Linked DNA regions of Sus scrofa: region 2 is linked to region 1. A link is a contact called in public Hi-C data. All regions are on one chromosome and are shown on one strand. Each heading gives the region's core, a stretch centred on a gene start, on an enhancer-like site or on the middle of the called end of the contact. The rest is flanking DNA. Distances are from core to core; before and after follow the strand shown. Region 1 overlaps FNIP2 (folliculin-interacting protein 2). Region 2 has its middle 190 kb from the start of FNIP2.

Evidence for each region. A called contact is a pair of places that touch in the nucleus more often than the background predicts.
Region 2: a Hi-C map of liver shows a contact between it and region 1, with 18 times the contacts expected there. The contact joins two enhancer-like sites. A contact is called at or near these places in 1 of 5 promoter capture datasets (liver) and 3 of 47 Hi-C or Micro-C datasets (liver and skeletal muscle).

What each region holds. Positions count from the first base shown.
Region 1 is chr8:47,822,875-47,828,928 of Sscrofa11.1, forward strand. FNIP2 (folliculin-interacting protein 2) reads left to right here. Exons shown (of 18, transcript XR_002346652.1): 16 at 5,074-5,274. Among named protein-coding and RNA genes, the nearest start is that of FNIP2, 120 kb to the left of the region's middle. Within about 2 kb of position 3,482, at least 13 of the 83 cell types and tissues checked have an H3K27ac peak or open chromatin away from gene starts, as enhancers often do. A contact at or near this core is called in liver, where this site is marked.
Region 2 is chr8:47,891,139-47,897,192 of Sscrofa11.1, forward strand. No RefSeq gene overlaps it. Among named protein-coding and RNA genes, the nearest start is that of FNIP2, 190 kb to the left of the region's middle. Within about 2 kb of position 2,688, at least 6 of the 83 cell types and tissues checked have an H3K27ac peak or open chromatin away from gene starts, as enhancers often do. A contact at or near this core is called in liver, where this site is marked.

The DNA.
Region 1 (6,054 bases), core at 2,232-4,731:
TTTATGGCCACACCTGAGACATATGGAAGTTCCCCTGCCAGGAATTAAATCCTAGCTGCAGCTGCAGCAAAGCTGTATCCTTTAACCCACTGCACCAGGCCAGGGATCAAACCCACACTTCCATAGCAAACAGAGCCACTACAGTGGGATTCTTAAACCCACTGCGTCACAGCAGGAACTCCAGAAACTGCCCTCTCTTTAGTGGAGTTGTGTCTCCTTTGGAAAGATACATGTCAGAAATCTCCAGATCACCAGAACTTAAGCTTCAATTCTCTGACCTGGAAGTTTAGACCAGATCAGGGCTGGGCAGCCTATCACCCCTGGTGCCCCTTAAATTGTAACCAACATAATTACTGATGACATTTTTAAAATCTCTCTCCATTATTCATTTCTTTTTCTTGCCTATTTGTGTTTCCCTCTATTTTCATCTGCCATTAAAAAGTGTTTATTATTTACTATAAGTGGGTAATTACTCAGTAGAGTGTTTTCAGTTTTTTTGTTTGTTTGCTTTGTTTTTCTTTTTATGGCTGCACCTGTGGTACATGGACGTTGCTGGTCAAGGGGTTGAATCAGAGCTGCATTTGTGACCTGCGCCACAGCCATAGCAATCCTAGATCTAAGCCACATCTGTGACCTATGCCACAGCTTGCAGCAATGCCAGATCCTTAACCCAATGAGCAAGGCCAGGGATTGAACCCACATCCTCATGGATACTATGTCAGGTTCTTAACCTGAGGAGTCACAATGGGAACTCCTCAAGAGTGTGGTTAGATGGAGGCATTTGGGGGTGCCCCATGGATGTATTCATGGAATTCTATGCTGGATATTTAGTGGCCCGAAAAGGTATTTTTTTTTTTTTTTTTTTTTGGTTCACTTCTGAAAATGTTCTGTGGTCCTTCATGCTCCTGGAGCCTGTGTACATAACAGTCAGGGATGCCTCACCCTGTTCAGGGTAGCAGGGTGTTTGCAGCTGTGTCACTGCTGTGCTTAGCCTATTTCTAAGTTAGTCGAGGACCCAGTCCTGCTCAGGACTAAGGATCCAGGGAGAGAAAGTTCAGCCTTTCCTTCAGGCAATGGGCCTCTGTCCATTTGTCCCAACTCTTAGCACCTCCCCCAACCCCTTTAGTCTTTACTCAGGTTTCCACCAGTGACTTAAAAATGGCTTGTGCTCTTTTTTTTCCCTTTTATGTTTCTCTGACCCATTTAGTTTTTCCTTTTTCCCATTGTAGTTCAGAAGCCTAAGAGCCCAACATGGTGTCTGTGAGGATGTAGGTTCGACCCCCTGGCCTCACTCAGTGGGTTAAGGATCTAGTGTTGCCGCAACCTGCGGAGTAGATCATAGATGCAGCTCGGATCCGGAGTTGCCATGGCTGAGGTGTAGGCCAGCAGCTACGGCTCCCATTCAACCCCCTAGCCCAAAACTTCCATATGCCACAGGTGTGGCCCTAAAAAAAAGAAGAAAAAAAGGTAATTGAGCCAATTCCTCAGTTCCTTCTCCGTTGTTCCTGGGTCTGGATCCACAACCCTCAGGGGTAACTGGTATCTTATTATAATCTTCCATCCGTCACCTCCCCAGGGAGCCTCACTGTCCTCATGCCAGCAGCTCCCTTCCAAAAATAGAGTTCTGTGTGGTGGGACATGTAATCTATAGTCTGTGCTTCCCTACCGCTATGATGGGGAAACTGTTTAGGAAATTGAGTTGAATTGGAAATGAAGGCCCAAATTATCTACTGCCTATAGTCAAAAAAAAAAGCTGGATTTTTACACCAAGCATTCTTAGCCTCTGGGCCCCCTGCTCACAGGACGTTTTTGGTAAGAAACATCTACCTGGCCTGGTCATGCCACCTTGACAGAGGCAGGTGATTGGAATCCAGCTGAAGGGGGTTGGCAGACATTCCACTCATCATCTACATGTGGACAGACCTTTAGATCACATAAATGCTTTCAGGATGGAAGCCCCTTGGAGGAGAGGCTTTAGTATAGATCCATTCTGTGCTACCTAGAAAACTGTGAATTTCTGATAGGCACAAAAAGCCTTGAAGGAAATTGAGCTCAAAATACAAATCTTTTTTGGGGGGGGGTCCTTTTTAGGTCATACCCTCAGCATATGGAGGTTCGTAGGCTAGGAGTTGAATCGGAGCTGTAGCTGCTGTCTTACGCCACAGCCACAATAATCCAGGATCCAAGCTGCAAGTGCAACCTACACCACAGCTCACGACAACGCCAGATCCTTAACCCATTGAGCGAGGCCAGGGATTGAATCTGCGTCCTCATGGATACTAGTCTGATTCATTTTTGCTGAGCCATGACAGGAACTCCCGAAGTACAGATTTTTTATATGTCCACATTTCCTTTTCTTTGCTCATAAGGACCAGGTACATTGATGGTGAGCCATTTTAATCTTGCTGTGAATTCAGGACACATGGGCAAGAATTTGCAGGAACTTGTAAAGGGAAGTCATTGCAGCCCCGTCTTTGCTTTCAATTTTGGAGAGTGTGTATATGTCTGCATAAGGAGAGTAGGAGTGAGGGGTCCAAAAACCTTTTGGGGACAATGAAATTTGGGGTCATTATGTGTATGAGCATCCATACTATTTGGTTAACAAGTCTAAGAAAGTGAGACCCATCCTTGGAAAACTGGGCTTCATTAATTCAAGAATCTGCTTTGTCATATTATTTTATTTCTCATGTTTAAGATTATTTGAGGAGTTTCCATTGTGGCTCAGCCACTTATAGACTCAGCATTGTCTCTGTGAGGATTTGGGTTTGATCCCTTACCTCAATCAGTGGGTTAAGTATCCTAGGTTGCCAGAAGTTCGCAGCTCCAATTCAACTCCTGGCCCAGGAATTTCCATCTGCTGCAAGTGCAGCCATAGAAAGATTTTTTAAAAAAAGGATTATTTGAACAAATGCTTAAGTATTGGCCCAGTCAGCTTTGTCTGATTTGCTGTTTGCTATTCTTTTCAATAGAAAAAAAAAAAGTATATTTTTTAAGGTTGCACCCGAGGTATATGGAAGTTTCCAGGCTAGGGGTTGAGTCTGAGCTGCAGTTGCCAGCCTACAATACAGCCTCAGCAACACCAGATCTGAGCCGAGTATGTGACCTACACCACAGCTCACGGCAACAGTGGATCTTTAATCCACTGATCGAGGCCAGGGATCAAACCTCCATCCTCATGGATGCTAGTCAGATTTGTTTCTGCTGCACCACAATGGGAACTCCCAAATTGTGTTCATTTAAATGGAGGGAAAGTAGGGATTCTTAAAAATGGTAAGAAGGCTGAAGAACTAGGCTTGGGGTAGGTGGGAAACAAGGTACCTCCGAGTTGCTCTCTGGGTAGGAACACAGTGGCCCTGAGTGTCCTTGGCTCCCTGCTTTAGGGAGGAAGCATCTGACTGGCCCTGGTACCTCCCAAGACTCAGGGAGGGTGGGCCTTGCAGGATTTAGCCAGGAAAGTTCATTGTCCAAGGGGAAATGAGGAGGAAGTTAACAGGAGGAAGTTAGGCCTGGCAGCCAAAGTGGCAAAAGGCACCAGGGCAGCGACAGGGACAGAATGACCCGTGGAAGCCAGGCATGTTTTCCTTTGGTGACTGAGGTCAGGAAGCTGTGCCCGTGCATGCTGGCCATGAGGGGCGTCTGTCTGTATACCTGCCCACGCCTGCTTCTCTCAGCTTGGGGCCAGGAAGGCTTTTGTGCTGTCGATTTTTGCACACATGGGGCACCAAGCCTGTGTCAAAGGAGTTGGTGGGGAAGTGCTTGTACTTGGATCAGTTTCAAGGAATTTGGTTGCTTTAGGCCCTTGCCTTGACTGTGTCAGCTTTCACCCTATTGCCCTGGGGCACTGTTTACTGGTTAACATGCTTTGTCCACCACTGCCCAGTTACCAAGGAGCTTGTGTTCAAGCATGTTTGTCAGTGGCCACACTCGTACCCTTTGGCCTCGGCTCGATCAGTCGCTTCCTGGCCCTGTCTGGTTTCAGTCAGTTGTCAGAGTTGCTGATGCAGGTAGCGCACAGTTACTGAACCAACATTGCTTAGTGGTTGAAGCACCGTATCTTTCAGGGGACATTCCTTTTCCCCACCAGACCTCCTTCTTGGGATGATGACAGTAGAATCCTTCACCCTCTTCTGAGTCTCCACTTAAAAGGCAACTGCAGGAGTTCCCCTTGTGGCTCAGCAAGTTAAGGACCCGACATAGTGCCCATGAGGAGGCAGGTTGTATCCCTGGCCTCCCTCAGTGAGATAAGGATCCCATGTTGCAGTGAGCTGCAGTGTAGGTCATAGATGCAGCTCAGATCCAGTGTTGCTGTGGTGTAGGTTGAAGCTCTGATTTGACTCCTGGCGCAGAAATTTCCTCATGTCCCAGGTGCAGGGCCCCCCCCCCTCCAAAAAAAAGTCAAGTGCAGTCTTCCAGAAGGACTTGGGCTTTAATGTCCTGGGATGGAGAGAAATGGTGTGTCTTTTTACTTACCCCTGAACATTTGACATGTATAGTGTGCCTCCTGGATGGAAGAAGACAATCATGATTGCAATTTTATCCAGTTAATTTTTTTTTTTTTTTTTTGGCTGTGCCATAGCATATGGAAGTTCCCAGGTCAGGAATCAAACTTGCACCCCAGCAGTAACCACAGCTACAGCAGTGACATTGCCAGATCCTTAACCCACTGAGCCACCCTGGAACTCCTCTGAGTTAATTTTTAAATAGCTTTACATCATCCACACTTTTGTTACCATATCAGATACTTGAAGCTAGTCTGGATCTCAGTTTCTTTTAAATTTGTTTCTTATTTGTTTGTTTACTGAATGGGATTATGTAGACATTTTTTTCTTGGTTTATCTGAAAGACTTATTTTATATCAAAAATAAAAACATCATTAGAAAAAAATTTAAAAATAAATAGCAATGTTGTGACACTCCTGGCTGAGCCCACTGGGCACCTCTGGGTTCCTGTAGCCCCCAGGTCGCCCTGTCCACCCTCGGTCTGATGCTGCCCAGAGATTTCTGGTTGCTCTGAGCATCACCAGAAGTGTGCTGAGAAGCGTGGTGAGGAGCTGACCCTATGCTTCCCTTGCAGCACCCCGTGCTCGATGAACCTATCGCCGAGGCAGTCTGCATCATCGCAGACACGGATAAGTGGAGTGTCCAGGTGGCCACAAGTCAGAGGAAGGCAGTAGACAGCACGAAACTTGGCCAGGACGTCCTGGTCTCGAGTCAGGTGTCCAATCTACTCCAGTCCATCCTGCAGCTGCACAAACTTCACCTCCCCGCCGATTTTGTAAGTCCGTCTTCTCCTGTCATCAAAGAAATAGAGCTAAAAACACTTTCAGTCGTATTATTTTTAGTGTAACTGATTGATAGCCCAAGTAAAACCGGAACAGGTGACACAGAGCCAGCACGGGCTACATTCAGCAACAGCTGCCCTTCTGTGAGGCAAAGAGCATGGAGTGAACAGGTTATAGGGAGAAGTAGGTGAGTTACAGGGGTCAAGCATGAAGGGAAATTTAAAATCCTCCTTTGGGAAAACTCCTGGGTTTTCTATTTATCAGATCGATACCAAGCAAGCCAGTTTCCAAAGGGACTGGAGTTCTGTCTATTCAGGGACCACCCTCATAGGGTTGTTCTGGATAAAATAGAAGATTGTGTAAATGTTGAAGCTCCATAATCCATGGGGGTTGGTGTCAGTTGTTTGAATGGGATTTTTTTTTTTCTTTTTGTCTTTTTAGGGCCTCACCCACAGCATATGGAGGTTCCCAGGCTAGGGGTTGGATCAGAGCTATAGCTGCCACTCTCTACCACAGCCACAGCAATGCCAAATCCGAGCCTCATCTGTGACCTACACTGCAGCTCACAGCAATGCTGGATCCTTAATCCACTGAGTGAGGCCAGGGATCGAACCTGTATACCAGTTGGGTTTGTTACTGCTGAGCCATGACGGGAACTCCTTGAAGTTTAAATTTTAAAATTACTTCGATAACCTTACATTAAATACAGACAGCCGCTCTCTCCGGGTTCCCAGGATAGTGTGTGTGTGAAGAAAGATGGAGGAAGTATATTT
Region 2 (6,054 bases), core at 1,438-3,937, 67 kb after region 1:
TTAATTCCCCCAGTTTCTCAGTGGGGAAAATGAGGCCCAGAAAGATTGGTTACTTGTCCAGGGTCACGGCTAAAGAGCTCTTCACTCCCTAACAGATTCTCACAGTTGGGGCTCTTGATCACCCCATTCTACTGCTTTGTTTATAACCAACTTAATACAGACACATTATAGACACTAAAAATCTTCACTCATGCCACCTTTGCAGGATGTAGGTCTTTAGACATTGGGATGTTTTTTCTCTCGAGAAAAAATCCTGAAATGAGGATTAGAAAATTCCCCAAATCTGGGACCTCAAGCTGCTGCATGCTGTAGCCAAAAAAGAAAAAAGAAAATGAAAAAAGAAAGAAGGAAGAAAGAAAGAGAAAGAAGAAGAAAAAAAGAGAATATTCCCCAAATGTAACAGAAGCCATGGGAAAATGGAGACAATTGTAGGATGAAGAGGACAGTTTATAACAGATGATTCCAAAAGGCAGGGACATTTAATAAATATTGGCATTTTATTTTATTTTTTACTATTATTATTATTATTGTTATTTTGCCTTTTAGGGCCGCATGTGCGGCACATGGAAGTTCTCAGGCTAGGGGTCCAACTGGAGCTGCTTACACCACAGCCACAGCAATGCAGGATTTAAGCCTCATCTTTGACCTACACCACAGCTCATGGCAATTCCAGATCCTTAATTCACCGAGTAAGGCCAGGGATTGAACCTGCAACCTCATGGATTCTCGTTGGGTTCATTACCACTGAGCCACAACAGGAACTCCAATATTGGCATTTTAAACATAAGACAATGAATAAAAAGGAATCTGTGCATTATTGAAGTGGGTGAAAGGAGAAAAATAAGAGGAGGTCTGAGAAAAGACCACTTACATACACTCGGTGTTGAAAGTTGATAATGCGGACTTGCAAAAGTGAGCTCAGACCTGTGGGAAAAACAATCCTGACTGAAATAGACAAGGAACTGCCAGCCCAGCAAGGGTCTCAGAAGTGCTGGAAGCAGAGGGGCTGCAGGATTGTACAGGCAGACTGGGGACACAGAAAAGGAACATCACTTCTCTTCCCGAAGTTGACCCCCAGACCTTGGAGGCAGAAGTGGTGCTGTGGTCATGGTGTCACCGAGCCCTCCTGGCCCCCTGGCCCCTTTTGTTTTATCCTGAGTTTTGGATCTCAAGTTTGCAGACAGCTCAGGTCTGGGAGGGTTTGACCAGGTGCTCTGACAGAGCAGTCAGTGTGGTAACAAGTCTATGCTTGGAAAATCACCTAAGCCTTCCAGGGAAGCTGAAAACATGAGAGGTGGTTGTCCACACTCATGTCTTGGGTGGATGTTTTCCTAGCCCCCCTGTGGTGCCTGCAAGGTCACTGTGGCTAATTTTTCTTGCTGACTCCATCATGGCTCCAGGCTTGCTCTCAGCTAGAACTTCTCTAGTGCCTAGAGCATGGCCCCAAAGTGAAAAACTGTTTTCCAATTTGATGTGTGCTGAGGGCTCACCTACAAAAACCCTGCCATAAGGAAAATTTTGTCACCTCCTCCAAACAGGATGAAATTAGAACCGTACTGGTCTGGCTGGAATTTCAGGGCCTGTGTAAGCCAGGGTTTTCCCCAAATGCTGCTGCTGTGAGTGACCATGACGACCTCTGGGTGTGTGTGTGGGGGGGTGTGCCACTCTCAGACACATTTGGGAGCAATATCCATTTGCCTTTGAGAAATTCCTGGCATATGAAAGTGAGTTAAATGTTCTGAGGGGGAGTTCCCGTCCTAGCTCAGCAAAAACGAATCCAACTAGTATCCATGAGGATGCAGGTTTGATCCCTGGCTTTGCTCAGTGGGTTAAGGATCCGGCATTGCCATGAGCTGTGGTGTAGGTCACAGACATGGCTCGAATTTCACGTTGCTATGGTTGTGGTGTAGGCTGGCAGCTACAGCTCTGTGTCAACCCCTAGCCTGGGAACTTCTGTATGCCACCCTAAAAACAAACAAAAAATTTCTGAGAAACATTGCAGCAAATTAACTTGTTTGCAGTTATGTAACCTGGAATTTCCCAAGCTTGGATCGTTTTCCCCCATTGGATCACCTGTACACATTCTGCAGATAGCAGCAGATTTGGGGAAATACTGATCCCCTATATAATGTTTCAGTTGTTGCAAAAGTTTTTGTCATCACCTCATGCTGCTGCAGATGGGAAAGCAGGCGTATAGCTGTAGTTATTCCTCCTCCGTTATTCTGTGGACTCAATACTTTTTTTTTTTTTTTTTTTTTTTTTTTTTTTTTTTTTTTTTTTGCTTTTTAGGGCTGCACTTGCAGCATATGGAAGTTACCAGTCTAGGTGTTGAATTGGAGCTACCGCCATTGGCCTACACCACAGCCACAGCAATGCTGGATCTGAACCTTTTCTGATACCTACACCACAGATCATGGCAACACCAGAAATTTAGCCCATTGATTGAGGCCAGGGATCGAACACACATCCTCATGGATACTAGTCAGATTCATTTCTGCTGCACCACAATGGGAACTCCCCTCAATACATTTTTTAAGAGAATGATTACTTGACAGCTGAACCCAAATTCTTAGTTTTAGACAGAATAGTGGAAAAGGCATAGGCATTGAAAAGCAAGTGCGAGGGGAGGGGCTCCCCAGAGAATCAAGCTTCTCTGGGACTTTTTAGCTGAGTCACTGGACTTTCCTGAACTCTGCCCCTATCTCCTCATCTGTGATGTAGAAATAGTGTGATGCAACATGCATGGCATAGGCAGTTCTGGGATGACCGTCCCTGGCCCCATAGCTGATACAGGGAACAGTCTATACAGCAGAGGCAGCTGGGTACCACTGTCCCTGATCCCCCATGAGCCACCTTCAGTGTGGAGCTCTGGAAACTTCCCCAGTGTTCATCTCACTGAAAGGCTCACCTGTCACCACCCAACCAGTGGAGCAGACGTGGGGTTTCCCTGATGGGCAGTTCCAAGGGTGTTTGGCTTTAAACTATCCACATTTCATCTCCTAACCCTCATCCTCCAAAGTCTAGACTCTGCTGGATCTGACTCCCTGCTTAAAAGTCAAACTTCCAGCTCTTGTCCAATCCACAGTCTCTTTATTTTTCCTTTTACAAGTGTAATCTGTGTGTGACTACTCTAGCCACACCCTCTAGGAGGTTCCTAGTTGTTTTTCATCCTATGGCAGTGATTCTTGGACTGTTCATCCTTTTCTCCAAAACTCCAGCCTTCATTGGCCAGCCACAATGTTGGCAGCTCCTGGGTTAATAAAACCCTCATATGTCTGACCACTTTGAGGTCCTCATTCATATCAGAAGATAAACTCCTTCCACCAAGATGAATCACAGCAGTGATGCTTGAACAGAGCTGCCTGGAGTGTGTCCTCATCCCAAGGGTGGGGGGGGCATGTCATGATGGGGGAAGGACTGTAATGCCATTAACAACTGTACCACCTTCAAGGGTGCTCGTCTGCCTCTTCTTACCCTGGAGAAATTGTGCCTTCAAGGTTAGTGGGTAGATAACACTTCCTCTCTCCCCTCTGTGCACCCAACATGACTTCTTCATCAGTGTCTGAAATTTTGAAGGTACAGTTGAGGATGAGGTTTTGAAGCTAAAAACTACTCAAATCCTGGCTTTGTCTTGTGCTGGCTTTGCAACTTAGGGAACATTATTCAGCCTCTGAGTTTAGGCTCTTCGCCTTAAAATGAGGAAATAAATATACATGCACCCCAATGTTCACAGTAGCACTGCTTACAATAGCCAAGACATGGATGCAACCTAAGTTTCCATCATCAGAGCAATGAATAAAGAAGATATAGTGCATATGTTCAAGGGAATATTACTCAGCCATGATAAAGATGGAAATAATGCTATTTGCAGCAGCATGGATGGACCTAGAAAATATCATATTAATGAATTTGGGCAGAGAAATATAAATATCATATTTCACTTATATGTGGACTCTGAAAATGATATAAATGAACTTATTTACAAAAGAGAAGTAGACTCAGATATAGAGAACAAACTTATGGTTATCACAGGGAAAAGGATCTGGGAAGGATAAATTAGGAGTTTGGGATTAACAGATACACACTACTATAAATGAAACAGATTATCAACAAGGACCTACTGTATAACACAGGAAACTCTATTCAATTATCTTGTAATAACCTATAACAGAAAAGAATCTGAAAAAAGAATATACGTATATTTACATATGTATAATTGAATTACTTTGCTGTACACCTGAAACTAATAGAGCATTGTAAATCAGCTATACCTCAATTTAAAAATGGTTAAAAAAGTGGGAGTTCCATGAGGTTGTGGGTTCAATCCCTGGCCTCAATCAGTGAGTTAAGGATTTGATGTTGCTGTGGCTGTGGCGAAGGCCAGTAGCAGTAGCTCTGACTAGACCCCTAGCCTGGGAATCTCCATATGCCAGCGAATGAGGCCCTAAAAAGCAAAAAAAAAAAAAAGGGGGGGGGGTAGTTCCTATTGCAGCTCATCAGAAATGAACCTGACTAATATCCATGGGGATTTGTGTTCAATTCCTGACCTTGCTCTGTGGGTTAGGGATCCGGGGTTGCCACAAGCTGCTGTGTGGGCTGCAGATGCAGCTTGGATCCAGTGTTGATGTGGCTGCAGATCCTATTCAATCCCTAGCCTGGGAACTTCCATATGCTGCAGGTGCAGCCCTAAAAAGAAAAAAAAAAAAAAGAGAGAAAGAACAATCTTTAGGGTATATGGTTCCTACATTTATTGAAGGGCCTCCAGGGAGTTCATGTTGTGGCTCAGAGGAAATGAATCTGACTAGTCTCCACGAGGACCCTAGCTTTTTCTAGCATTGGTCTATGGGTTAAGGATCTGGCATTGTGGTGAGCTGTGGTGTAGGTTGCAGACATGTCTCAGATCCTGAGTTTCTGTGGTTGTGGTGTAAGCCAGCATCTGCAGCTCCGATTCGACCCCTAGCCTGAGAACCTCCATATGCTGCCACAGATGCGGCCCTAAAAAGACAAAAAAAGAAAAAGAAGAAGAAAAATGGTCTCCAGAGCAAGGGGTCCTCACGGGCCATTAGCAGCAAGGAGCAGTGGTCTCATTTCCTAATTCCCCTTTTACATCTGCTAATCTCCTCGAAGACTTTAGGTCAATCTCTAATAATCTGAAATTAATTTTAGTATTTGAATAATCTGATGCATGAGGTGACATTTCCCTTTTATTCCCTCCCTTTTATTTGGTTTCCAAACGATTAATTATATTAGAGACACTTACTCCAAACTTAGTGTACATAAAAATAACCGAAACCAACATAGCTGCAGCTGCAGATATGATTTGACACCTAGCCTAGGAACTTCCATGTGCCACATGTGCAGCCCTAAAAAGCAAAAAATTTAAAAAAAAATAAAATGGTTTTAAAAAGAAAGAAGAATGATGCCTGTCTAGTAGCCTTGTTGGAAGGAGCGGAAATAATTTTACTGAAAAAAAGTGCTTATTTGAGGACCTGGCACATAATATACAACAACATTATTATTTTATCTCTTCTTCCTTCTTTTTTATTTCTTGTTGTAATTTGATGCTTTCTCTTACCTGTCACATTTTTTAAAATATATTTTAAGAACTTTCACTGATGAACGATTTATTTCTAATTGTGAATAAACATTAAAGCCTTTCCTGAGAGCTTGTCTAGATCAGAAGTTGGCCAACTTTTCCTGTAATGGCCAGAAAAGAGATGATTTGGCTTTGTGTACGGAGTGTACAGCCTCTGTCTCAACTACTCAACTCTGCCCTTTGGGGCAAAAGCAGCCAGGGACACTGTGTAAACAGTGGGCATGACTATGTTCTAATAAGTCTTTATTTATAGACATGAAAATGTTAATTTCATGTGCTTCTCACATTATAAAATTTCTTTTGCTTCCCTCCCCAACTATTTGAAAAATTTTAAACCATTCTTTGCCCGTGAGCCTTTCAAAAACAGGTGGCAGGACAAATCTGATCCAGGAGCCACAGTTTGCCAGGCTCCGAAGAGGGTGGACCCTAAGGAGACAGATGCCATGGAGGCTGGGAGA